6 separate regions of the Mus musculus genome follow, and regions 2, 3, 4, 5 and 6 are each linked to region 1. A link is a contact called in public Hi-C, HiChIP or PLAC-seq and promoter capture Hi-C data. All regions are on one chromosome and are shown on one strand. The core of a region is the stretch at or near the end of the contact, and the rest is flanking DNA. Distances in the headings are between cores, read along the strand shown.

The links. Promoter capture Hi-C pulls out the DNA fragments that hold promoters and counts their contacts. Hi-C and Micro-C count contacts between places; a contact is called where the count stands out from the background. HiChIP or PLAC-seq counts read pairs in DNA pulled down with a chosen protein or histone mark.
Region 2: an H3K27ac HiChIP or PLAC-seq map of embryonic stem cells shows a contact between it and region 1, with 7 read pairs. The contact joins the enhancer-like site here to the promoter of Ttc33 in region 1. A contact is called at or near these places in 5 of 39 promoter capture datasets (cranial neural crest, hematopoietic stem and progenitor cells, liver and 2 more), 1 of 484 Hi-C or Micro-C datasets (bone marrow-derived macrophages), 12 of 115 datasets of contacts at active chromatin or transcription factors (acute myeloid leukemia, bone marrow-derived macrophages, cardiomyocytes and 4 more) and 3 of 9 other capture datasets (adipose tissue, embryonic stem cells and liver).
Region 3: a promoter capture Hi-C map of embryonic stem cells shows a contact between it and region 1, with 3 times the contacts expected there. The contact joins the enhancer-like site here to the promoter of Ttc33 in region 1. A contact is called at or near these places in 5 of 39 promoter capture datasets (the 3T3-L1 cell line, the HPC-7 cell line, cranial neural crest and 2 more), 5 of 115 datasets of contacts at active chromatin or transcription factors (embryonic stem cells, epiblast stem cells, large pre-B cells and 1 more) and 2 of 9 other capture datasets (adipose tissue and liver).
Region 4: an H3K27ac HiChIP or PLAC-seq map of epiblast stem cells shows a contact between it and region 1. The contact joins the enhancer-like site here to the promoter of Ttc33 in region 1. A contact is called at or near these places in 3 of 39 promoter capture datasets (the 3T3-L1 cell line, embryonic stem cells and hippocampal neurons), 1 of 484 Hi-C or Micro-C datasets (bone marrow-derived macrophages), 4 of 115 datasets of contacts at active chromatin or transcription factors (embryonic stem cells, epiblast stem cells, large pre-B cells and 1 more) and 3 of 9 other capture datasets (adipose tissue, liver and macrophages).
Region 5: a contact with region 1 is called in an H3K27ac HiChIP or PLAC-seq map of embryonic stem cells, with 4 times the contacts expected there. The contact joins the enhancer-like site here to the promoter of Ttc33 in region 1. A contact is called at or near these places in 1 of 39 promoter capture datasets (frontonasal cranial neural crest), 4 of 484 Hi-C or Micro-C datasets (the AML12 cell line, CD8 T cells, bone marrow-derived macrophages and 1 more), 9 of 115 datasets of contacts at active chromatin or transcription factors (the SCID.adh cell line, bone marrow-derived macrophages, embryonic stem cells and 3 more) and 2 of 9 other capture datasets (liver and macrophages).
Region 6: a Hi-C map of bone marrow-derived macrophages shows a contact between it and region 1, with 17 read pairs. The contact joins the enhancer-like site here to the promoter of Ttc33 in region 1. A contact is called at or near these places in 7 of 39 promoter capture datasets (the 3T3-L1 cell line, frontonasal cranial neural crest, hematopoietic stem and progenitor cells and 4 more), 1 of 484 Hi-C or Micro-C datasets (bone marrow-derived macrophages), 2 of 115 datasets of contacts at active chromatin or transcription factors (astrocytes and large pre-B cells) and 1 of 9 other capture datasets (macrophages).

The regions. Positions count from the first base shown.
Region 1 is chr15:5,183,328-5,187,289 of GRCm38.p6, reverse strand. Ttc33 (tetratricopeptide repeat domain 33) reads right to left here and starts at 1,730. Exons shown (of 5, transcript NM_026213.3): 1 at 1,522-1,730.
Region 2 is chr15:6,032,105-6,036,066 of GRCm38.p6, reverse strand. The region is part of intron 2 of Gm41259 (predicted gene, 41259); the gene reads left to right. It also overlaps the pseudogene Gm8047. Among named protein-coding and RNA genes, the nearest start is that of Gm41259, 11 kb to the left of the region's middle. Within about 2 kb of position 1,641, at least 4 of the 459 cell types and tissues checked have an H3K27ac peak or open chromatin away from gene starts, as enhancers often do. A contact at or near this core is called in embryonic stem cells, where this site is marked.
Region 3 is chr15:6,014,577-6,018,538 of GRCm38.p6, reverse strand. No RefSeq gene overlaps it. Among named protein-coding and RNA genes, the nearest start is that of Gm41259, 28 kb to the left of the region's middle. Within about 2 kb of position 1,823, at least 7 of the 459 cell types and tissues checked have an H3K27ac peak or open chromatin away from gene starts, as enhancers often do. A contact at or near this core is called in embryonic stem cells, where this site is marked.
Region 4 is chr15:5,989,892-5,993,853 of GRCm38.p6, reverse strand. No RefSeq gene overlaps it. Among named protein-coding and RNA genes, the nearest start is that of Gm41259, 53 kb to the left of the region's middle. Within about 2 kb of position 2,288, at least 9 of the 459 cell types and tissues checked have an H3K27ac peak or open chromatin away from gene starts, as enhancers often do. A contact at or near this core is called in embryonic stem cells and epiblast stem cells, where this site is marked.
Region 5 is chr15:5,894,197-5,898,158 of GRCm38.p6, reverse strand. No RefSeq gene overlaps it. Among named protein-coding and RNA genes, the nearest start is that of Gm41259, 150 kb to the left of the region's middle. Within about 2 kb of position 2,263, at least 8 of the 459 cell types and tissues checked have an H3K27ac peak or open chromatin away from gene starts, as enhancers often do. A contact at or near this core is called in embryonic stem cells, where this site is marked.
Region 6 is chr15:5,870,583-5,874,544 of GRCm38.p6, reverse strand. No RefSeq gene overlaps it. Among named protein-coding and RNA genes, the nearest start is that of Gm41259, 170 kb to the left of the region's middle. Within about 2 kb of position 2,299, at least 13 of the 459 cell types and tissues checked have an H3K27ac peak or open chromatin away from gene starts, as enhancers often do. A contact at or near this core is called in bone marrow-derived macrophages, where this site is marked.

The sequences.
Region 1 (3,962 bases), core at 481-2,980:
GGGGGGGGGGGCGCTAAGTGCTGAGGGCACATAAGGAAGGGTTAAGTCTCAGAGGGTAGCTCTCTGCCTCACACGGCTGCCCTCTGAAGCTTGTGTCCTTGTCCTCCACATTTCTAAAGTTTCTGAGCAGAGTCCAAACAAAACTAGGGATTTCATGTTCCCAAATTTCACATTAGTAGGAAAAGTAGGTTATAGCCATCTACTCAATATAAAGGAAAAAAATAAATAAATGTATGCATCTGAGAAAGATGAAAAAAAAAATCTAACAAGTCCTTGTGGAGATTAGAAACGACTTAATAATGAAGAAACAGCAAGCGGTATCAAGGGCCTACTAAAGTGAAAAAGCAGGAATGTGTTACCAGTTTATAATACCAAGTTTATATTTTCTCCCAAACTGCCTGTGGACAAGGAGACTGAACTCAATTACAATACCGGTAAGTGCTATCAAGCGTGATCCAATGACCTGTCAGACAAACGCACACTAGTGTCTGCATGAAAGTGAGCTTTAGAGAATAGAAGCTGGCCAGGCTTAAAAGAGGGAAGACTCCTGGCATGTGTGAACATCTTCCCCAAGGAAAATGTAATGCTCTGATCTGATCCGGGATCTGAAATGCTACTGGGGAGAAAATACAGACAATAGTCAATTAATGATTCGGGACTCCCCTTCTCGGTGATTAAAATGTCCTAACATCAATTGGTATAATGGCACGATTTTGTGAACAGCAATAACGGTTACTGAGTCATAGACTCTATTAGGAGGAGTTGTATAACACGCCACTTACATCTCAACTAAACTGTTTTCATCTTACGCTATGAGCTTCTTGTGCCTCTAGGCTGTGCTTGTAATTAGTACTCACTAAAAACCGCGTACAGAAGGAGCTTTGCTTGATCTGTACCTGGATGGATAAGGCACCAAGCTTCTTTCCAACCCGATAACAGATCAAGTGGGTAAATCACAACTGTAAAGGTTTCGTGCTAACTCTCATCTGGAGTTAAAAGTCTACGTGCTCTACAGAACGATGAGTGGCATTAAGATTCTAAACATGTACGATGCTCTCCACCGCAACCGCTCGACTTGACCCTTTACCGGGCCATAAATAAGCTGGGTGCTTGCCACAGAGTTAAAAACGTCCTCCTGAACTGACTGCGTGAGAGGATGCGGCCACCCAAGATGGAAAAACACCGGCCGGAGGTAGAGAATCACAACAACCACCCTCCGAACAGGAGAGATGAATCCGCAGGTGAAGAACGAGAGAAACGGATTCCCTTAAAATGCTACCCGAGGAGAACACAGGATTCAAAACTGGCCCCTGCCTCGGCTGCAATAAAAATGAGCTCCGGCCATAGCAGCTCCTCGGGCGGCCGGGCCGGCACCCAGAACCCTGCCACCGCGCCCCGCGCCCCGTGCCCAGGTCGGAGGCACGCCCCAGGGCTCTGTGGACCTCACCGGGCCACCCTCGGCCCTCCCTCCCGCACGCAGCAACCCTCAGCCCTGTCTACCGCCTACCCGCAGCCAGTTACCTGAAAACACTCTGTGGTGCCGTGTTTACATTCCACGTGCCCTTTGGCACCGGAAACGGAAACTATTCTGCCGGGATTCTAATCTGCCTTGCCTGCCTGTGCTTCCCGATTCTTTATTTTAAAAAAAAAGCATGAAATCATCCTGGGACGTTCTAAAGTCCAGCAAGGCGGACAGAAGAAAAGAAGACTTTCTTACCCGCCAGCGCCCTTCTGCAGGACCACTAATCCCAGAAGTCACTGCGGCGCCCTAGGGACTATGGGATTTGTAATAAAGACACCAGACGAAGCGCCCTCTAACTGCAGCCGGGAATGGACTCCCGTGTTTGAGGTTGTGCTTTGCAATACACACAGTCCTCAGGTAAATAAATGGCTTACCGCCTAGTCTGACCGGCCTAGCCGCTGAAGGGTCTGTGAGATGCAGAAGGGGGGGGGGGGGGGGGGGGGCGGAGACTGAGCTGAAATAAGTGCAAAGGGTGCTGGCTTGTTTGTGTCAACTTGACACAAACATATACTTAGCTATAAAACAGGGAATCTTAACTGAGAAAATGCCTGTAGGGAAATCTATGCGGGCATTGTCTTGATGAATGATTGATGTGGGAGGACCCAACCCATTACAGGCAGTGCCACACCCTTGGCAGGTGGTCTGGCCCAAGGGGAAGCTAACTGAACAAGCCTTAAAAAGGACCAATTACTGCCCTGCTTGAGTTTCTACCTTGATTTCCTTCTATAATGTGAAACTAGACGCTGATATAACCCCTTTCCGCCCCGAGATGACTTTGGTCATGGTGTTTTATCCCAGCAACAGAAACCTTAAGTAAGAGCCGATCAGGGAGGATTGGGCTGAACTGCAAGCTTCCTGTGAGAATCCACAGCAGAGCCTGAAAGTAGCACCTGTCACTTCTTACAAGTAAATTAGCAGGCTGATGTTAACAATGGGGCACACTGAGGGAATTGAAAACTCCTTAAGTTTATCCACATAGCTGTGCTACACAAAGCCAAGATCGATTTATGGAGACCACGCTTTTTCAACGCGCCACCGCATGTCTTACTGGCTAGTTATTTGTTGAGGTAAACTGATAAGTTATTTCTCCACTGGTAAAATGAGCCAATTCAAGCCAGATTAAAATATATACAACTGCAGGTTTATTAAGAAGCTGCTCTCGGGCAGGTGAGTTCACTGGCCCCAAGGAAGGAGGCCAGAAAAGGGAGAGAAGAGGAAGAGAAAGAGAGCCCTCAGGCTAAGACAAGGGGGCAGGGGAGATGGGGAGGGAGAAAACAAAATGGATTATATAGCAAAGATCCTCTGGGGGAAGGGAGTCCAGGCCCTGTGCTGAAAATTCAGGATTGGGGGCCAGTTATACTAGGGACTGAGGGATGCTGGGAGAACCAGGAGGCCAGGTCTGCTTTGGTATGTAAAATATACACCTAAGTTGTTTGTTCCTGGGTCTGAAACCAAACAGAAACATGGTAGGATTCTGAGATACCATTAGTAATACTCCCCTCCCCACCTCCCACCCCCATCCCCATCCCCACCCCCCCCACACACACATACATTACCAAAAGGACTACTAACTTCTTTCTCTCCAAAATGTCAAATAGTCCCTGAAGGGACACTCTTACCCAACGCTGGCATTAAAATCACTGATGCTGGCCCCAGCGATGGCTTACTGCTCTTGTAGAGGACCTGGGTTCAGGTCCAACACTCAACAGAGAGACTCAAAACATCTGTGACTCCAGTTACAGGGGAACTGCTGCCCTCTTCTGACACCCACAGATACCAAGTGTCAAAGGCCCTTCCGTACCCAGAACTCGTACATATTGCCATTTTTCACAAAAGTAAACATTGGTGCTGGCTGTTAAAACGCCACAGTGATAGAGCAGCTACGTGGATTTGAGGTAATGATGCAAACTCTAATGGTAGTGATAGAGTCCTCTGTCACGCCGTTACAGTGAAACTCTGGAACACAAGTTTCTCCTGAGATGAGACCTAGCTATGTCACCTAGCAAGAGTCCCAATTTCCAGACTCACTTTAATAAGCCAAGTATCACTGCTTCGTCAAGGGCATTTCTAAACGATGGCATTCATATTTCTATGATACCAAGTGCTTTTACTGCTACGGAAGTGTGATGCCTCTCAAAAGCGAGTGAAGATTCCACCATGAGGGCTGGACAGAGAGTCCAGAAGTTAAGTGCACTGGCTCCTGCTCTTCCAGAGGACCAAAGTTCAGTTCCCAACACCAGCATCTGGCAGCTCACAGCCTCTGTGTAATTACAGCTCTGGGAGTTTCCAACCCCACGTTCTGGCCTCTGCAAGTGGCTGCACATACATAAGAATCAAATCAATTATTTTCTCTCTCTCTCTCTCTCTCTCTCTCTCTGTGAGTACACTGTAGCTGTCTTCAGACACACCAGAAAAGAGCATCAGATCCCTTTACAAATGG
Region 2 (3,962 bases), core at 392-2,891, 850 kb before region 1:
AGACCTGTTGGCATGGGGCCTATGAGGCAAATAAATGTGATGGTCATGATTAGAGTTTATCACCATTTCTCTTAATAACTTAATAATACGGGCTCCACTTTGAGTACTACCAAGAAGACACATTCTCTCATGACTAGATGAAAATATTAAGCTGCTGGATACATTTTCTGGGCTCCCATGGCCCATTGCACATGGTAATCTAATAAGGTAGATGTGGGTAACACTTACATCGTAATTAGGAATGTTTGAGTATTTTCCTTTCTATAGCTGTGAAATGTAAAGTTTAGGTTTGCTTCCATCAGGCATCTTAATCCAAACTTCATAATGGTCAATTGTTGTAACTACAGCACTTGTGGGACACTCATCTTTTTTATCAATACATATTGTTTGCCCACATATATATAACATTCGCCATCATAATAGTCTTCCCTCTTCAGATCTAGCACTGTGCAGATGTTTGTCCAGTTTCACAGGTCTTTCTGTTTTAACTCGGTGTGGACTCAGTGTAGCCACTGCCTTCCTAATTGTTGTCCAGTCCTCAAGAATACTGAAATGCTGCAGTATATACAACTATATACAGACCCGAGACAATGACTGTTTTCTTTTTGTCGGGGCTGAAAGGATCCTTCCTCCGTTTTCTTGACTGAAGCCCATCATTCCAGTGTTCTCACAATGCTGGTGAGAAGCCTGGATTTCACATTCGTGCTTATTCCTCACAAAGTCTAAGCAGAGTTCTCTGTGGATTCCTGCTACTTTTGTGCAAATCTGTATGTTTTCTTGTAAGGTGGCCAGTGGTTCCAAATACTCTGGTGCTTTTCCAGCTATGACTTCTTGGAGTTTTGCATCCACCTGACTCAACCAACTGCTCTTTATAAAGTTGATCTTTGAGATCTGTAAACTGCTTCTCAGGGTTGGCCATCTCATCTAAACATAGCATCCTTCTCCTACTGAAATCTTCCTCATCCATTTCTGAGCTGTCCCCATCATCCGAGACCGACGAGCCTTCGGTGTCAGTGTCCTCGTCTTCGGAACTGCTTCCCTTGTTCTCCGCATAGTCCATCATGATGGTTTGTCTCCTTCTTATCCCCTCGGAAATGGACTGGCATTTTCCAGCCATCTCTTCCCACTCCCTGCTCCCAGCCTAGCCACTGCTGCCTCAGGAAAGGGCGCGCCGAGGGCCACGACCTGCCTGGCCACCAAGCTCAATCTGAAACCCTCGACTCCTCCACACTCCAGGCCTGAGCCTCCATCATTAGCCATTCTAGCTAGCAAGGACAATGGTGTGCGTGTGTGTGTGTGTGTGTGTGTGTGTGTGTGTGTGTGTGAGAGAGAGAGAGAGAGAGAGAGAGAGAGAGAGAGAGAGAGTGTTGTATTGTGCTACAGTGCTATTGTTTAATGAGATGTTGGACTTTCCTGCTTTGTCTTATTGTTTGTTATACCAAACAAGTGTGTAGATGTCTCTAAAGAATAATGTCTTAGTTAAGACTTCCATTGCTGTGAAGAGACACCATGACCTAGGCAACTCTTATATAGAATAACACTTAATCATAGTTTGGGGGTTCAGTCCATTACCTCAAGGCCGGAGGCATAGCCACATACAGGCAGGCATAGCGACTGGAGGAGCTGGGAGTTCTTCGTCTTGTTCCAACGGCAAACAGGAAAAGACTGGCTTCCAGGCAACTAAGAGGAGGGTCTCAGAGACCACTCCCAGAGTGACACATTTCCTTCAAGGTCATACCTACTCCAACAAGTCCCCCACCCCCAATAGTGTGGCTCTCCCTCAGCCAAGCACATTCAAATTTTCACAAATAGAGTACAAATGGAAGAGAGTTCAAAGTTCATCAAGTACTGCTTGTCTTGAAACAGTTTTGTAGCTATAGGAATTCTAAGGTTAATACCAAAACACTAGAGACTTTCACAACGCTATCTCTTGTGAGGCAAGAGCACAGCTTCTGCCTTCTTATTTGCCCACATCTTGCCTTTAGCTGGCTTTGGATCCCTACAAAAGTTCACTTTGTGATAACATGAAGTAATTAACTATCATGATTTTTTTGTGTGCCATTTTCTGGTGTATGTGTGTGATGAGGATTTTGCCTTTTAGATTCCCATATTTCATTCTTGGCCTTTCTTGCAACATTGTTGTTATTAGAAATGTTAGAGGAATGAAAAGCAGCTGTCCGTATATTATAAAAGGATATTCAGTATTAGCCTCTCTGGCTTGTTATCAGTCAACATTCATAGTTGATTTCTGTAGGGGATTTAGTTTCTTTGCTTTAAATATTTCTTGTAAATAACTAAGTTATGAGCTTATGTATCTAACAGAAGTTCTAAATAAAACTTAGAGTTAATGTTGTTATTTAAAATAACTATCTCTTCTGCTAGATGACAGGACAGGGGAGAAAAATGTATGGATACTCCCACGAGAGAATAATTGACATATTTCTGGAAATTTACTTGTCTGATCTCTCTTTAGATTCTACACCAATTGCTAGTATGTTTTAAAAGAGAGAAATAAATCTAATTTTGAGTATAAAATATATTTCAAAATATTTTTTGAGAATCACCTATTCTTTTTCATATGTATAATTTAGACAATTGTGTATATAAACATATATTTACATATTTGTATATATAGTACAACATAAGGAAAATAGAATAGGAAAAGCTAAATTAATTTAATGAGAGTGGATTGAATGCAAGTAGTATTTAGGAGTTACAAACATGAACATAATCCAAATTGTTTTTCTAGTTCTGTTGGTCTGTTAGATTTTTCTGGTTTTGGTTATGGATAAGTGCATAAAATATAAAAGATACAGAAAATATAAAATTTGATGTTAACTTTCACAGATTTCAGATGAGTGCCTTATTCTGGCAACATAGAGGTTCATTCAGTTGTAGAGATACTGGTTCAAGTTAATTTGGGTGTGTGACGCTTTCTTTTTTGGAAAGTTATTTTATAATAAAGCTTATTAAAAACAAAAAACATATTTGATAGGTTTTGTTTCTCAGTTATATCATGTTAGACAGTTTTTAAATAGCTGAAGTAGAAACACATGGGTATAATAGAATGTGTAAGCAGTTTTTATTATATTCTCAGTGATCATGCCAACCATGATTTGATAAAAGAAAGTTTCATGCAATTTTGTTAATTATATTAAGTGTTTTAAAAAGACTTACCGAAAAAATACTAAATTTAAAGTGATCTAGCCAAAAGAACATAAAAAATATAAAAACTGGGACACTTTATGGTCCAATGTAGTTGTTTTTTATTTTAAAAGAAATTATCTTTATCCTTTACATCAACAAAAGCCAATTAACATGGTAACAGGGTATTAAAAGAGACATGTCCAGTCAGAGAGAGCAGGCCAAAAATTCGAGCTACTATTACATGCCAATTAATGTGTTTTTACTTAATATAAATTCATAAGATTATTCAAATAAACATAATTAATCCCTGGATGCTACAGAAGCATTTGAGTATCACTTTGGGGAAAGAGATACCAAAGACATGTTTGGTGTCTAAATATGTGAAGAGACTATTCTGAACTTAGTTATACCAGAGACAAAGTAAGCCAGAAAATAAAGCAACTCCCAGTGTTTTTTAATTTGATGTCAAAGTTATATTTCAGAAATTGTTAGTGCTATGTATGAGACAATTGTGCAGTTTCATAATAATCTACCGAAAAACTCTTTGTACAGTTTCCAATTATCTCATAGTCCTGCCTGTCCTCCTATCGCTGATAGACTTAAGGTTACCATATGGTTAAGAAATGATGAGATGACTCCGTTTTGTATTATTATTCGGCTGGGGTTACCACAACAAAATACCACAGACACAGTAGTTTAGGTGACTAACATTTACAACCGTTTGGGGGACTAGGAATCTAAGACGGAGGTTCTGGAATGTAGAAATTTCCTGAGACTCATCCCATTAGCTTGCAGAGGAGCCATCTCATTGTATG
Region 3 (3,962 bases), core at 574-3,073, 830 kb before region 1:
TGCAGACAGAACTCAAGTTAATTGGCTTTTAATTATTTTATTGAGGAAATGTGATCTGTTGTGCAGAAGGCAATATCAAAATCTCAGTTTGGTCTGAGTACAGCACTTACTCATGTCAGAAGTCAGATGTTAATGGCTTGCTGAATAAGGAGATATTATGCTTGAACAATGCCCTCAATATTTTTAATTTAAGCCATGGTCATTGGGTGCTAAGTATCCAGCTTAAAATCAGAAGTTGCAGTTAACCAGAAAAACTCAGCATGCCTTTAATCTGACTCTGAAAAAATAAAACAGCAGGAAGTCTCTCTGACAGCCACATTTTTATCAGTCACAAATGTGCTAGATAGAGTCAGCTTGCCAGTGTTGTCATCCCAACTCCTACAAGATAAAACTCATGATGCAAGTTAACTGCTTTCTGTCTGACTGCGACTTGTCATCTCTACATTCAGAATAGAGATGATATTTAATTCATAGGTTATTTTTCTATATTTTTGGTAACAAATGGTCATAGTTTAGTAGTTCAAAGCATAACACTTTTATTCTTTAATAGTCTGGATGTGGGATGTCCTAAATGTCTGCTTTTGATAAAGCAGAAATCAAGGTCTCGCACAGTGTGGCTTCCTGGAACAGCATGTTACAACATCGCACTCTTTCCAACTTCTGCTGCTTCCCTGAGCTCACGTCCCCAGTGTCTTCAAAGTCAGAACTAGCACGTTTTTCCTTTGACTGACTGTCTGTTACTATCATAGGGCTTTTTTCCCCCCTCTTATGCAGTCAAATCTCCCTCTGCTCTCTATTATCAAGGAATTCACCACTAAACACAGCCTCCACTTGAATCATCCAGGATAATCTACTCACCTGAAGATTCTTGTTTTAACCACACCTGACTTCTACTATATAAGATAATATTTATAAGTTCCAGTGATTAGGATATGGGTATTTGTGGAGTCAGTTACCTAACCTACTACAATAGTTTGTATGAGTATTGAAGGAGATAATAAGTATAAATGTCTTAGCGTTATTCAAAAATGTTACATAAAATCATTATGTTACAAAGATGTGAGAGAGCAATGAAAACCCAGTCACTTTCAAGTCCCAAGCTGTCCTTCAAGCAAAGTAGTAGCAAAGAATTAAAGGCAAACAAGAAATTGAGGAATAGAACTTACAAAGCCCCTAAATTTGAATAAACATAAATAAACAAATGAGAATTTATAAATATGATCACTCAGCAGTTAAGCATGCTTGCTGGTTTTATAGAAGACCTGGGATCAGTTTCCAGAATCCACCTGACAACCATCTGTGATTCCAGTTTCAGGGCATCCGGTGCTTACTTTTAGGCCCTGTGGTCACCAGGCACACATACAGTATGCGTGTATACATGTGGGCAAAATGCTCATACACATATATTGTTTATAAATCTTTAGAGTAAAAGAGAAAGAACCATTGTAATATATTGTCTGAATGTATTGAATTTCCTTTTGTACAAAGGCTACCCTAAATTATGCTTATTATAGTTATAGAATAAACTATCACATAATAAATCTCTGTTGCGGCTGTCCAGCTGCTCACATGTCTGGGTTCCAGCCTGGGAGGCAGCCTGGAATCTGGAAGAGAAGAGGGAGCTAGGCGACTCGAGAGAGAATGGAGCCAAGACAACTAGTCTACTCAAGGTTCAGTTTTACTATTCCCAGACACTGGTTTATGAAGAAAGGGAAGGGGCCCATTTCTGCCAAATCATCCTTGGAGTCCAGTTTCAGGTGACCGTGTGATAGCTTCGGAACAGCTAGGTGACAGGCAGTTGCAGTGGGAGTGGCAGAACAATAGGGTGGCAGGCTCCACCCTGGATGTTCTCTTGTGCTAACAGTGAAACCTGTTCAGCCAGGTTTCAGGCTGTGGGGGGGGAGGTTACAAATCTCAACAGTATAAAATACAAGAAAATATAGTTAATAAAAATTGAAAGGAAAGGAAATAAGAGGAAATGATCATGCTAATTTCTTTGTGTTCATTTTCAGAAATCCAATAAATATGGCCTAATGCTGCTATATGCATATAACAAAAATAATAGCTCTTACATCAACATTTCCTATAATTTTATTTTTCTTAACTTTATAGGTGCACTGGGAGGAAAGAATTATTTAATATTTTAACATATCTTTGAAATATTAGGGATCTTGTAGTTATGGTTACCTGCTGATAAATTCAATTTTAATATGAATTATAAAGTTAATATTATGATCAAGGTTTGATAAATTTACTTTTCCTCCTAAATTATCATAATTCTATCATTTATCCAAATATGAAAATGAATCACCCTGGTTTAAATAAATAAAAATGTTCATTCTAGTTATCTTATGTGGAACTGAATTGTATTTTTAATGTATATCTACTCTGTATTTTTTTTTAACAAGAATTAACTTGTGATAATGTACTTAAGCACTACCATGTTCTATTTCTCCAATTATAAAATTAATAATTTCTCTGGTACTTTAAATAATTCTTGTCACTGAGTTTTCTAGACATCACATCAAACATCTCCCTCTGATCTCACAGAAGTCTTCAAAAAAGCTTTCAGCCTTTCAAATTACCATTTTGACTGAAAGCTCAATGCTGGGATGAAACTCAAGCCAACATAATTATAATTTTGTGTGCAGACCCCGGGCATAATGTGTGTGTATGTGTGTGTGTGTGTGTGTTTTAACCTCTAAGGAATTCCAGTGGGTGGCTGAATTGGAGAATGTATACCACAGTGTACATGGCCTGTGAGCCAGTAGATTCCCTTCACATAAAAGGCACTTAGAACCTTGTGCTTCACCCCAGACCTACTACACCATACATAAAATTTAAAAATCTAGTAGATTCATTGCCATCTCAAAATCTGGGCACAACTGATTTATGTGTCTAAATTATAGTATTTCCCCTAACTTGTCTTCCACTGCCTATATCTGGCTATTGCTATCATGTGTTTGTGGACTGCTTTTGTCTGCATATTTGTGGACCGTTTTTGTCTGCATATACTAATGAAGATATTTTGAAAACCTGAGTTGAATTAACATCCTTTCTTTCCTAAATTATGTATCCTATTTCCTGAAAGCTTCATCCCACTAATAGTATTTCTATTCCTGATGCTATTGCCTTTAAAATTCTGTCTTAAAAGTCTTTCTTCCCACATTCCCAGTGTAGCTTTATCATGTTCTTCTGTGCCTCCCGTTTCATTCATTTCCATTGACACCACTAACTCAGACATAATTAATTACTTAAAGATCCAAGCTTCCAGGTAGAAGTTTATCTATACAGTGGTCCTCATCACAGTATATTGTGCAGTGTGTAGCATTAGCCTCCTTAGCACACAGCAACATTAGCTGGCCATTGGTTTCTGTTAGCCTAATATCAGTGATCTCTGAAACAGGCTCCACATTAGACCCAAGCAGTTGATTAATTCCTCTCATTTCAATGGAATTGTAATCAGTCATTGTAATGACCAGATTAAAGTAATCTTTATATTTTCTGATTTATTTGGAAAGGAGAAAAAAATGAAACCATCAAACAAAGTACATATTGGAAAAAAATTAAGAGTCAAACTAAGAAAGCTGCAATATTCTTTGAGAGCAAACATAACAATAATAAATTATGCTCATTTCCTATTAATTTAGAAAGAGTCCTGTATGGTTCTCATTTGATTTACTTCTTCCCATCATTTATAATTCAAATAAATTGCCAACATTTCTAATCACAGCTGAAAGCACTTTATGTCTTCCTTCTGCAACATAATGTAATGGAATTAGCTGTGCAGACTGTCATTTTAATAAATTCAGGTTTTTGTTCAGCCAGTAATCTTGCTATGCAAGAATAATTAAATTATATCTGAATTTCAAATATTAATGATAATGTGGTATTTACCTTTTGAAAAGAGAATAAACTCAAAATGATGATATTTCTCTGCAGTATTTCTCTATCTAAATAGT
Region 4 (3,962 bases), core at 1,039-3,538, 810 kb before region 1:
ACTAGAAAGACATGAATGATGCCTGGTCACCTGGAACACCAGAGTGAAAAGTGATCAATCAACATGGTGATGTTTTTGCTATCCTATGAGCCAACCTTCCTGAATTGTTAGGATCTTGAACATTGTTTAGGCCCTAATTCTGAACTTTGTCTTTCAAGTGACTACCACATATCATTATACAAAAGGTCCCATATATATTGCATTCTCCACCAATAGAATCTATCTCATCCTTCTCTAGGCCCTAGTACTGAGCTCTGTTTATCTGTCAATATATTTCATTTTTATTGTAAAGGTCACAGGTCAAAAGTTCTACTATGTTTAAATGTGTAAGGAAAATAAAGCACAGGATCAATCCCTCAAGGTCTTAACTCAGTGCCCGAAAAAATGGCACTGTCCTCAGATTTTATTCTTATCTCTCTATGTCCACTTTCCTGCCAGTGGCAATAACTACAGGAACTCCTCAATAGCTACATTCTAAGTGTTTGTCCTTGTATCCACAGATAAGTGTAGCCCTTATCACTCACCAAAGAACCTTCTCTTTGAACAGATGGAGACCTTTAAGGAAACCTCAACCAACCCAAATACAGAGTGGTGAAGCCTAGTCCCAAAGAATACATCTACAATACAATAAGAGGTAGTGGAAATATTGAAAAAGCTAGAAGATCAGATTTGTTTGTTTGGTTGGTTTTGTTTCCTTAATGACAATTAAACACAACAGAACTGTTGGAGTTGTATTTAAGCCAAGCACTGTGCTCCTAATTTCCTAATTTTTGATTCTCTTATCTCCTTTCTTCCCTCCCCATCTTTTCTTCCTTCTCTCCCTTTTCTTCTCTCTCTCTCTCCATCCCTCCTACTCTCCCTCTTTTATATGGCCTAACACCAACCTGGTATGTTTATGCCTTTACCCAAAGGTTATTACCCACTGGGTTATTCATTTCTACTCATATGTCTAAAGACTGTTTTCCATCATTTTCTTTATCTTCTAATTTATCCTAATTATAATTGTTAATTTTCTATTATTTGACTTTCATAATATCTGTTCAGTATTGGCAGAGTTTCAAAAGATTTATACCAATTTTCTTAAGAATAAATTTTACCTAAATTACAAGCCTGTAAAAAAATTTTTTTCTTGGTCCATCTCATCCCTGTCTGCTGCAGACCCTCTAGATCCCTTTGTCTGCATGGAACGGGTCTCTGGGGCAGGTGGGCAAAGCATTGGATGAAATGACAGACAGATGCACACAAGAGAGGTTGTGTAGAATCTGAATGTAATGTTTCAGGTCGAGCATCAAACTTTTTATACCAAAGAAATAACAAGAAACCAGGCAAAATATAATCCACCAAGTTACAGTGACGCAATACAAAAGGAATGTATACATCAAAAGAAGGTGGGGACCAGGCTGTTGCTGCAAATGAAGGGAGCCAGGTGTAAACTAGTCTATTGTAAAACCTACCACCAGGGGTTCTGCACTAGCAGACCTTATCATGAATACTGCAATTCCCCAACACCCTATTTCCTGGGTCTACAGAAGAATATACCAACTTGCTTCTAAAGTGAAGCTTGCTATACCTAGCTGTAGAGAAGATCCCTGTCTCAGTGGGATTCCCTAGCTCTATTATTCCCTTGTTTGGGTGAGAATTGCTACTGTCCTTGGTAAAAATTTTGCAGACCAGCTCTGAGCTACTGTCTTTGTAATGCTTAATTAGTAACTGAATAGGTAACTTCCTTTCTGCATTCCTGCTGGATTTCAAGCTCAGATTTCAAGCTTGCAGGCTTCTGGGACCTTGGAACAATGGGGAGGCTTAATTATAACAGAATTTAATCTTAAAAGGCGTTTGTAATAAAATATTAAAAGAAAGCTCGTAGATCCATACACCAGACTAACGTGGGAATAGAGTATGAGTATTTGGGTAAATGAGAACGCCAAAACTCCAGGAGGTGAGCTTCCTTGAAACTCTCTGCCTCGTGAGTGGCTTTTAGGCTTCAGAGCCTGTCAAGTCAAGCTACTCAACTGGAGTGCATGGCACCTGACATTTTCTGTATAGAAATCATGAATTCAGTAAGGCTTGCTTCCCCATCATCTCCTACTAATACCATCTTTACTTCTGTTTCTAGGTCTCAATATTTATTTACTACATTACAGTGATGCTGGAGGCCTGCTCTGGATTAGGGAAAACACAGGTGTGAATTGGGACAAAGCTTTAGACAAAGGCCAAATACTGATGATCTCCAGTCTTTTAACTCTCTAACTATACTGGAAGGTAGAAGCTGATGGCTTCTGGAGACTTAACACACTGTTGCTTATTCTGTGGCTGCCCCTCCCCTTGGGATTAACACCTGCAGCTTAATAGCAGGGGTCTGAGAGGATTAAGTAAAGAAGTTTTTATTCTTTTCCTCTTTCAGGTCCTGGCCCAGGCAGGAGTGAGGCAAGGAGTTCCCTAAATTTTTGTCTGATAAAGACAGCTTCAGAAAGTCAACTTGCAGAAACAGGCACTCACTTTTAAAAGAGGATGAATCCTTATTTCTGAGGGGAAAAAAAGGAAAACTGCTTTCTATCCCTAAATAAAAGAAGACTTGTGCTAAGAAGAACCTGTCCCTGTCTGTTCTTCTTATTCTTAACTTTTATATTTTCTCAGGATACATGGTCACATGGTTTTGCAAGCATCTAGTTTTTAAAAGTTTCATGATAAATTCAAAACAAAAATTTAAATTATAAATTGAATAAGTAGTCACAGTAGAAATGTTTACATATATTTCCATAGAGACTATGTAATTAAACCTTAACTGTCACTAGCTTCACAGGTTCATTAAAAGTTTCAAACAATAATTCTTATGTCATAAGTTAGCAAGGTTTTGTCAAGAGGCATATCATCTGCCTTGGGTCTCATTAGTTTTGAAGTTTTGTATAGAAAAATTCAGTCAACAATTTTATTTTCTGGCCTTGTACCTATAATAAATTGTCTATTCCAAGTTTATGACCTTTAGTTATCAGATAATAGTTTCATGGCTAGCCTAGAAGGAATGTTTTCCCTGATCATCAAATTACTCTAAGCATGGTTTCTATCCTAGTGCAGTAAGCCCAGGACACAGGAAGGTTTACAGAGCCCTAATTGTAGCTTTTCTATAAAGGTCTTAAAATTACTTGTATAAATTTAGTAACTCTATAGAATCATTAATAGGAATTTTGAAATCATCATAATTTGTCTACATAGCATTGTTACACAGAGTACATCTTCGTTGATCTGCAGAAATTCTGCCTTGTAGATTGGGTTAATGCCCAAGCATTATTAGACCTAATAATATAGCAATTATTAACTTAATAAGAACAGAAAAGACTTATTAACAGCAAGAATCAATCCTGAGGTAGGTTTTCTGAAAGCCTTGCAATTCAGAGTTTATCCATTACAATGATGCAAAATGATAGACCATCTCCAGGAAAATTACTTGTTAGTATTTGTCTCTCCTAGATGGCTTATGATACCATGAACTATTTGTCTAATTCTACTACAGTTGACTAACTCAAACCGAATTTTCAAATTAAATTACATCGTGTTTTTGCAGCTTTTCGTGTTTTTGCAGTTTTGTGTTTGTGATGTTTCTGATGACAGCACACAGGTTTCTCTTTTCTCTGTCTTTAATAATACTTTTGTCTAGTTTTCATGGAATTAAGCTCTTTATTTTTTTCCTATCAATGCGGTGCCTCTTAAGAAAGCAATGTCACAGTTTTAGGAAAAATACTATTTAATTTCAATTAATTCATCTTTAAACGTACTCACATCCTACAATCTATTCAGGAAGATGGAACTCTTACAAACTGAGGTATAGGGCCACTGCCAATGACCATGTCTCTGTGGCCTCTTCAGCATTTGCAGCGATTTACATTTAATAATTTTAGGTAGGACTTAGACCTTATTTTATGCAGTCTTTCCCTCCTTCTGCCTTTGGTATCATCCCCCTTATA
Region 5 (3,962 bases), core at 1,014-3,513, 710 kb before region 1:
ATAAAGTGTTGTAAATGGGCAAATAGAAAATGTCAACCACTCTGTGGCGCCAAGTTAAACAAGACGCCAACTCCTCGGTGTAATCTCGCTGCTCAGTTATTAGAATGTTAGCATAGGCTGGAAGACATCCATGTGCCAGCACATAAAAAAATACATCAGTAAATTGACGTTTAAACAATCTGGGTCATAGTAAGTGATGGAGGGGGAAAGAAGAGTCAGGGATATGTTGAACCTATTCTACATATTGTTCACAAACTGCAGAGGGCAGTCCCTTCCTGCAGGGAATATAATGATCACAGCAGATAGAGATGGCACCTTCCATAAGAACTACAGGGCAAGAACACATAGTCTATTGGTAATATGCTTTATACCACCTATCATACGCCTACTTCATTGTCTACAGCAGGGTGTCATTTGAAAGCTGTGCTCTGATAAGTATAGTAGATGCAGTTAATATCCACTCATCCCAAAACCAGAAAGAAGTAAAGAAAGGCATGTGTCTGTTTCTTAAAGTGAAACTAGATGCGATTTGTCACCAAAGGAATAAAAACCCTTCCCTCGTTTTGAATATGGAAACCTGTATTATGACCCTAAACAATAACAACAAAACCCCTACAAGATTATTCACATCTACTTGATCACAGAGCTTGCTTTCCAAGACAAATTTATATACCAGACACAGGAGTAAAATTAGAAGTTTGGAGCTAAGACAAAAGGATGGGCCATCCAGAGACTGCCCCACCCGGGAGTCCATCCCATAATCAGCCACCAAACACAGACACTATTGCATACGCCAGCAAGATTTTGCTGAAAGGACCCTGATATAGCTGTCTCCTGTGAGGCTCTGCCAGTGCCTGGCAAATACAGAAGTGGATGCTCACAGTCATCTATTGGATGAACCACAGGGCCCCCAATGGAGGAGCTAGAGAAATTACCCAAGAGCTGAAGGGGTCTGCAACCCTATAGGTGGAGCAACAATATGAACTAACCAGTACCCCCAGAGCTCGTGTCTCTAGCTGCATATGTAGCAGAAGATGGCCTAGTCGGCCATCATTGGAAAGAGAGACCCCTGGGTCTAGCAAACTTTATATGCCCCAGTACAGGGGAAAGCCAGGGCCAAGAAGTGGGAGTGGGTGGGTAGGGGAGCAGGGTGGGGGAAGGATATAGGGGACTTTTGGGATAACATTTGAAATGTAAATGAAGAAAATATCTAATAACCCCCCCAAAGAAAATGTTAATTTAGGTGCAGCTGTAAACTGTGAATTACAGATCAATGTTTTCTCCTGCTTTGAGAAAACTGACTTATCAGTCTTAAGAAAGCTGTTGATTTTCTTTTAACTTTAGATCTTATTTTTCTTCCTCTTTAAAATAAAAGGAGAAATGAACAGCACTTGAGATAAATCCCTTAATTAGAGCAATACAGTTATGCTTTGATTTTAAGATTGATTTTTGATGCTAAGATTTAAGATTTAGGAGACTATCATTTCAATTTTATCATGTATGTTTTACAATTGTTTATTATTGCTCTCATTATATAAATAAGCCTTTTAATTGAGTTATTCCTCAGTTTTTCTTCAGTCAACTGTGAATAAATACTTCACTCAGCAAGAATGAGACACATTTCAGTGTTAATTCCATTAATGTCCAGGGTTTTGTCTCATTTTCTGCTCAAACATGTACCTGGCTTGAACAAATGATTCCAGTTAAGTGTCTATTGGATTATTGTTTCATCTTAATTACTCTTTTACTTTTACTTAAAACATTTTAACCTTACAAGTTCAAACCAGGTCTTTGAAATGAAGCGGTGACAAGTTAAGTGGTGCTATGCACACTCCAGTGAAGTCTGCTTGGCAGGCCGAGAGGCCTGAAAGCACTCACAAGGCAGGGAGTTTCAAAGAAACTCAACCTCCTGGAGCCAGGCATTCTCATAACCATATACTCATACCCTATCCTCAAGTTAGTCTGCTGTATGGATCCATGTGCTCTCTTTTAGTATTATTTTATTATAAGTGCCTTTAAAGATTGAATTCTGACATAGCTAAGCCTTCGTCAGTGTTCCAACATCCTAGAAAATCCTTGAAGCCAACAAACTTGGAATTCAGTAAGAAGGTTATCTGTTCATTAACATTCAAATTTACTTCTAGAAGAGACAGTGAAACTAATTACGCATTACAAAGAACGGAGCTAGAATAGCTCAGGGCTGGTCTGCAGAGTGATTACTTAGGACAGTAGCCATTTATTCCCAAATAAGGGAATATACAATGGCCTAGCTAATAGGTGGGTTTACCATGAAAGAGGGAATCCCATTGAGACAGGGATCTTCTCTACAGCCAGGTATAGCAGGCTAGATTGCATGTTAGAAGCAAGTTGGTGAATTCTTCTGACAAATGGAGATTTGTCACAGATACTTAAAAGAACAGCCAAGTTACCTTCATATGCAAGAATTTACCAGGGCCTAGGAAATAGGGGGGTTGTGATATTGCATTATTCATGAGAAGGTCTGCTAGAACAGAACCCCCTGGTACTAGCTTTCACAAGGCTCAAAGGAGTAGCACAAATTGTGACTAGGGTGAGAAATCCTTACCTGTCATTAGCTGACCCTAGGCAGGGCTGTTTTATCTTTACTGTAAATATTACCTGGTTCCTGTAAGTCCTTTTGAAGTCATTCCTTTGTTTTGTGTCAGGTAACTTCAATGTACTTTGCCTGCTGTGACTTCCTACCCCTTTGTTTTCTGTATTATATAAGACTGGTGTTCACTTTGTGACAATACACTCAGATTCTACACAATCTCTCATGTTGATTCTGTCTGTCATTCACTGTCTCCTTGTCCACCTGCAACCAGAGACCCGTTCTACGCAGACAGGGACGAAAAAGGGTCTGTGGCAAAGTGGAAGAACACTTATCAGTCTTGGCAGTGAATAGCTCAGATAGTGTTACTTTAGAACTTAGTACAGGGCGCCAATACGAGCCAATAGTGTAATCACTGTGATGTAAGTGAAACTTGAACTGAATGGATGCACCTGTCGCAGCTCCCAGCAATTATCACATTTTAACAGACGAAGTTAAGTGTGTTTTCTTGAAAATTAGTTTTGCCAACTAAAGTATCCAATACACACAGATATGTATAAAATTAGACACTGTATTTTTATGTATTATAACACATATTAAAAAACAGGCAATTGCTTTGTTCCGAGAAATAGTATCAAAAGATACAGTAAGTAGAAGATTGTATCTTCTGCTGTGTTGGATGTTTCAATATACCACACCATTGTAAGAACATGGATATATTCCTATGGCTATGCTCTCTATGCTGGGTATATATGTCAGAGTTCTACAGTAAGCAGGATAATAGAATCATCAAATCTAATATAAAGAAAAGATGTAGAATTAATTATAAAGTTACAGACTTTATCATCTTTATCAGTCCTAAATACATGTTAAAGAAAACAAGGACATAAATAATTATATCAACTTCTGCTTCCATGATCATCCCTCATCAGTAAAATAATTTAGAAAAAATATAATTGACACTCTTCTGGTTTTTGATTGCCAAGTTTTCAATTATCTATGTCATTTGTGTAAGCTATTAGACAACTAATCTCAGTAATAATAGATTGTGGGCTCCATTCAAAAGAGATTTATATTTAATATAATGATTAGCAGGTACATAGTTCTCAGGTGTTTATGTGTTTCAAAATAACCCTCTCTTAAGATCAGGAAGTTTGCACAGCAAGCTCTAGATCATGTTTCCCGGATATGGCATGGGTTGTACATAGAAATATGCAAAGGAACTGTGATAAGCAATTCTCTGCTTTCTGTTGAGATCTCAAGTTGTCTGTGCTCCAGAGTTTTAAGGATCTCCATGGTTTATAAAGAAAAAGCACATTTTTCATTATGACATATGTACTGGCTAGTTTTATATCAACTGATACAAACTATATTCATCTGACAAGAGGAATCC
Region 6 (3,962 bases), core at 1,050-3,549, 690 kb before region 1:
CTCCATTTCCATCCCTGTGATTCTTTCAGATAGGAACAATTATGGGTCACAGTTGTGACTGTGGGATGGCAACCTCATCCCTCACTTGATGCCCTGTCTTCCTGCTGGAGGTGGGCTCTATAAGTTCCCTCTCCCTACTGTTGGGCATTTCATCAAAGGTCCTTCCCTATGAGTCCTGGGAGTCTCTCTCACCTCTTAGGTTTCTAGTGCATACTGGGGTAGGGGGTCCTCCAATATCCTATTTCCTAAGGTTGCTTGTTTATAGTCTTTCTGCTGGTGCTCAGGGCTTCAGTCCTTTTTCCTCACTCAATATCAGATCATGTTCCCCTCTACCCCCCCCCCCACTGCCCCCTCACCCCATCCACATTCCCTTCCGCCAAAGAAGATAATTTTACTTATAATATATATAATATAAATAAATATATATTTAATAGATAATTTTATATATAAAAAACTTCATAATTAAGACAATATATATCTTACCATAAACATACATGAACATACATGCTTATGATGTTCTACTAGCAATGCCAAGGGAATTAAATCAGCCTCGATGAGCTGATAATGAAACATGATATAGATATACAGTAGAATTTTCTCCAGTTGAAATACAAAATAAAATAATAGCATTTATGGATAAATTGATGTAAATTGAATTATGGTATTAAGAAAGGCACCTCAGGTTCAGAAAGACTAGCATGTTATCACTTATATGTGACTCCTAGCATCTAATTTTATATATTTGTATTTATGTGGGAATGAATGTGCATAGAGCCAAAGAAACTACAAAGGAACTTTTGAGAAGGAAATGTTAGCCTTTAAATAAAAAGGCTAGAAGGGATAGTAAAATATTATGTGAAATGGAATAATGTGCTGGAAGGGTACAAACAGGGAAAGTGGGCGGGGAGATATGGGAGAAGTGTGTGTGTGGGTTGGGGTGTGTGTGTGTGTGAATGTGTGTGTGAATCACCAGAGCTACAAATGGAAACACCACAAGGAAACCAATTCTTCAACAATATTTGACAAAGATACAACAAACATAAGCTGCAAAAAGACAGCATCTTTACTAAACACTTCTTCAAAAACTGGATATGTACTTGTAGAAGAATGAAAAGAGACCAGCATCTATTGCTTTGCACAAAGAAAACTAACTCCAAATGGATCAAAGATCAAAATGTAAAATTGAGTCTCTGAATTGCAAGAAGAAAACACAGGCAATAATACCTTATAGGATATTGGTGTGGGAAAGGGCTTTCTAAACAGGACTCCACTTGCTCAAAAATTAAGGCCAACCATTGACAAGTGGGACTTCATAAAATCAAAAAGTTTCTGCTCAGCTAAAGAAACAATTGCACCAGTGCAGAGGAATCCCACAGCATGGGAGATAATCTTTGACACCTACAATTCTGACTTAGTATTAATATCCAGAGCATATAAAGAACCTCCCCATGCCTACACACACCAAAAAAAGTTCATTGTCTTTAGCAATAATGGAAAGGCAAATGAAAACAAATTAAAACAACTTGGAGATTTCCCTTATCTTAGACAACAGGACAAATACAAATAAAATAAATAACAACAGATGCTGGAGGGGTGTGGGGCAAAAAGAACACTCACTACAAGCAGGTACAGCTACTATGGAATTCAGGGTGGAGACATCTCAAAAGCTAAAACTAAATCTATAATATGACCTAGTTGTGCCACTCTTTGGCATCTATCTGCCCAAAGGACTCAACCTCCTACTCAACAGATACCCTTTCAGATATATTCACTGCTTCTCTATTCACAATTCCTAGGGCATGGAAACAACCTAAATTTCCTTCAACAGATGGATGGATAATAAATATGTCTTACATATACCCAAGGCAATGCTATTCAACTGTAAAGAAAAATGAGATCAGGAATGTAAGAGGATGATCCTAGGCAAGATTATTTTGAATAAGGTAACCTCAACCCAGAAAGTCAAACATTGGATATTTTTTTCTCATCAGAAGCCCCGAGCTCCAAATCTTGAGATGATGTGAGTACAAATTCAAGAGTAACTGCAGAAACCTGGAAAGTAAAAGAGGACCACATACAAGGCCTGAGGATAGGAGAGCAATAGAAAAGGTATGGGTGTAGTATCAGAGATCCGAAGAGGTAACTGGAGAGGTAACATTTGTTTTGTTTTGTTGTTTTGTTTTGTTTTGTTTTGTTTTAGAATCGTAAACTGCAAAATCAAAACAATTTTCTAGACAGAGAGAGGTTGAGCAGGAAATGGACACTTCCTCATTTCCAGTTCCCTTCAATATGGGTGGGGTTAGGTCAGGGGAGAGGAACAAGAACATGGAAGAACTTTGTTACAAAGCCAACGTCAGCTTACAGTATGACCAGTGTGCTTTAGAATCCTTTTTATTTTTTATTTTTTGAGATTATAATTATACCATTTTCTATATTTAGGAATGCATTGATGCAACCTGGCTAATGTATATAGTGTTATTCATATGTGTATGTTTTCAAATCTTTGTCTAGACATTTAACAGCCAGGACAGCTTATCCAACAGAACACTCTATATCTTTACACAGTCAGCCCATTCTTTGCATCTGTTCCTGCGGCATAGCAAACCAAGTAGTTGATTCCTCTACATCAGAATGTCTAAATAACATCTGCTCCTCTGTCCTGGGCTTCTGGGAAAGGAAAGAGAAACATACAGACAGCAACAAACCCTAGTGAATCCCTTTGCAAGCCATTTGGTGCCTCTCCTGTGCACTGCCTGTGGCACGCTCAGGAACTTGTCCCCGAGCACTCCATGTCAGCCAGACAGGTTTTGTCCTCTGAGCTGACTTAGAAAGAGAAATCCAGCAGTTTTCTCCCCAAGTGGACTGTTACACATTTGGGGTTTAGATTAAACGAGTCTTCTATGTATGGAAAGCGGGGCTGCAGATATAGAGATCAGATCTCCCTAGGTGTGGAAGTCCCGTTTGTGCAATGTTACTTGCATATGTTTTCAGGGCCGACCGTTTGGTTTTGGATAACAGTGGCCTTCCAGGATTTCCTGTTTCTCATCATGCCTCAAGGTCTCGTGCTAACAATTGAAACTCGTAATTCACTTGCCATAAACCCTGGGCTTTAGTAAATATTTTATATTCATTAATTATTTTCATCATTAAGACATAATCCTCATTTTATGAATTTGGAACCAGACATACCATGTACCAAATATTTAATAATCATTTCCTCAAGTCACCAAATCACAGAGTGTGAAACCAGGATTTAACCTTAGTTTATCTTCATATGCTATATTCTGCCTAAACTCTTGCAAATTAGGGGATAATATTTATAAATCTATAATTTCTTTTTGTGGAGTAAAATTTCATCTTAAGTCCTATTAATCTATTTTCATATATTCAAAACAGGCATGCTCAAAATTAACAAATGCATGCTATGTTCTTTTAGCATCTATTTATTTCTAATGATCTAGTTATTTAAATTTGGGGACAGATTCTTACTCTGTAGCCTAGGTTGGCTTCAATTTCACTTCATAGCCCAGGATGGCTTCCACATCAGTATACTGTCCAGGTTGACTTTCAACTAGTGACTTTGAACTTTGAACTCTCTGTGCTAGAATTACAAATAACTATAGTCAAGTCCAGCTCCATTTTGCAACAATTCAAAAACAAAAGGAAGTTATGTAAACAGTATTTCAAAACATATGTCATGGAAAGCAAGCTGATATTCATGGACAATACAATCAAGTAATCTTTAGAGAGAATATTAAGACAAAAATCATAAGTGTTAAATTTTTCTCCAGAAGTGTAATCATTAATTGTTCAGTTCCATATGTAGCAAGAACACTGTACTTATTTTGTATATGATAACACGTATGCCTAGAAACATGGAGATCAGTCATTATTAGAGTAATCAGGAAATGAGCAGTCTCCAGAGGATCTTGCACATTCCATTACACTATTCCTTGCCATTG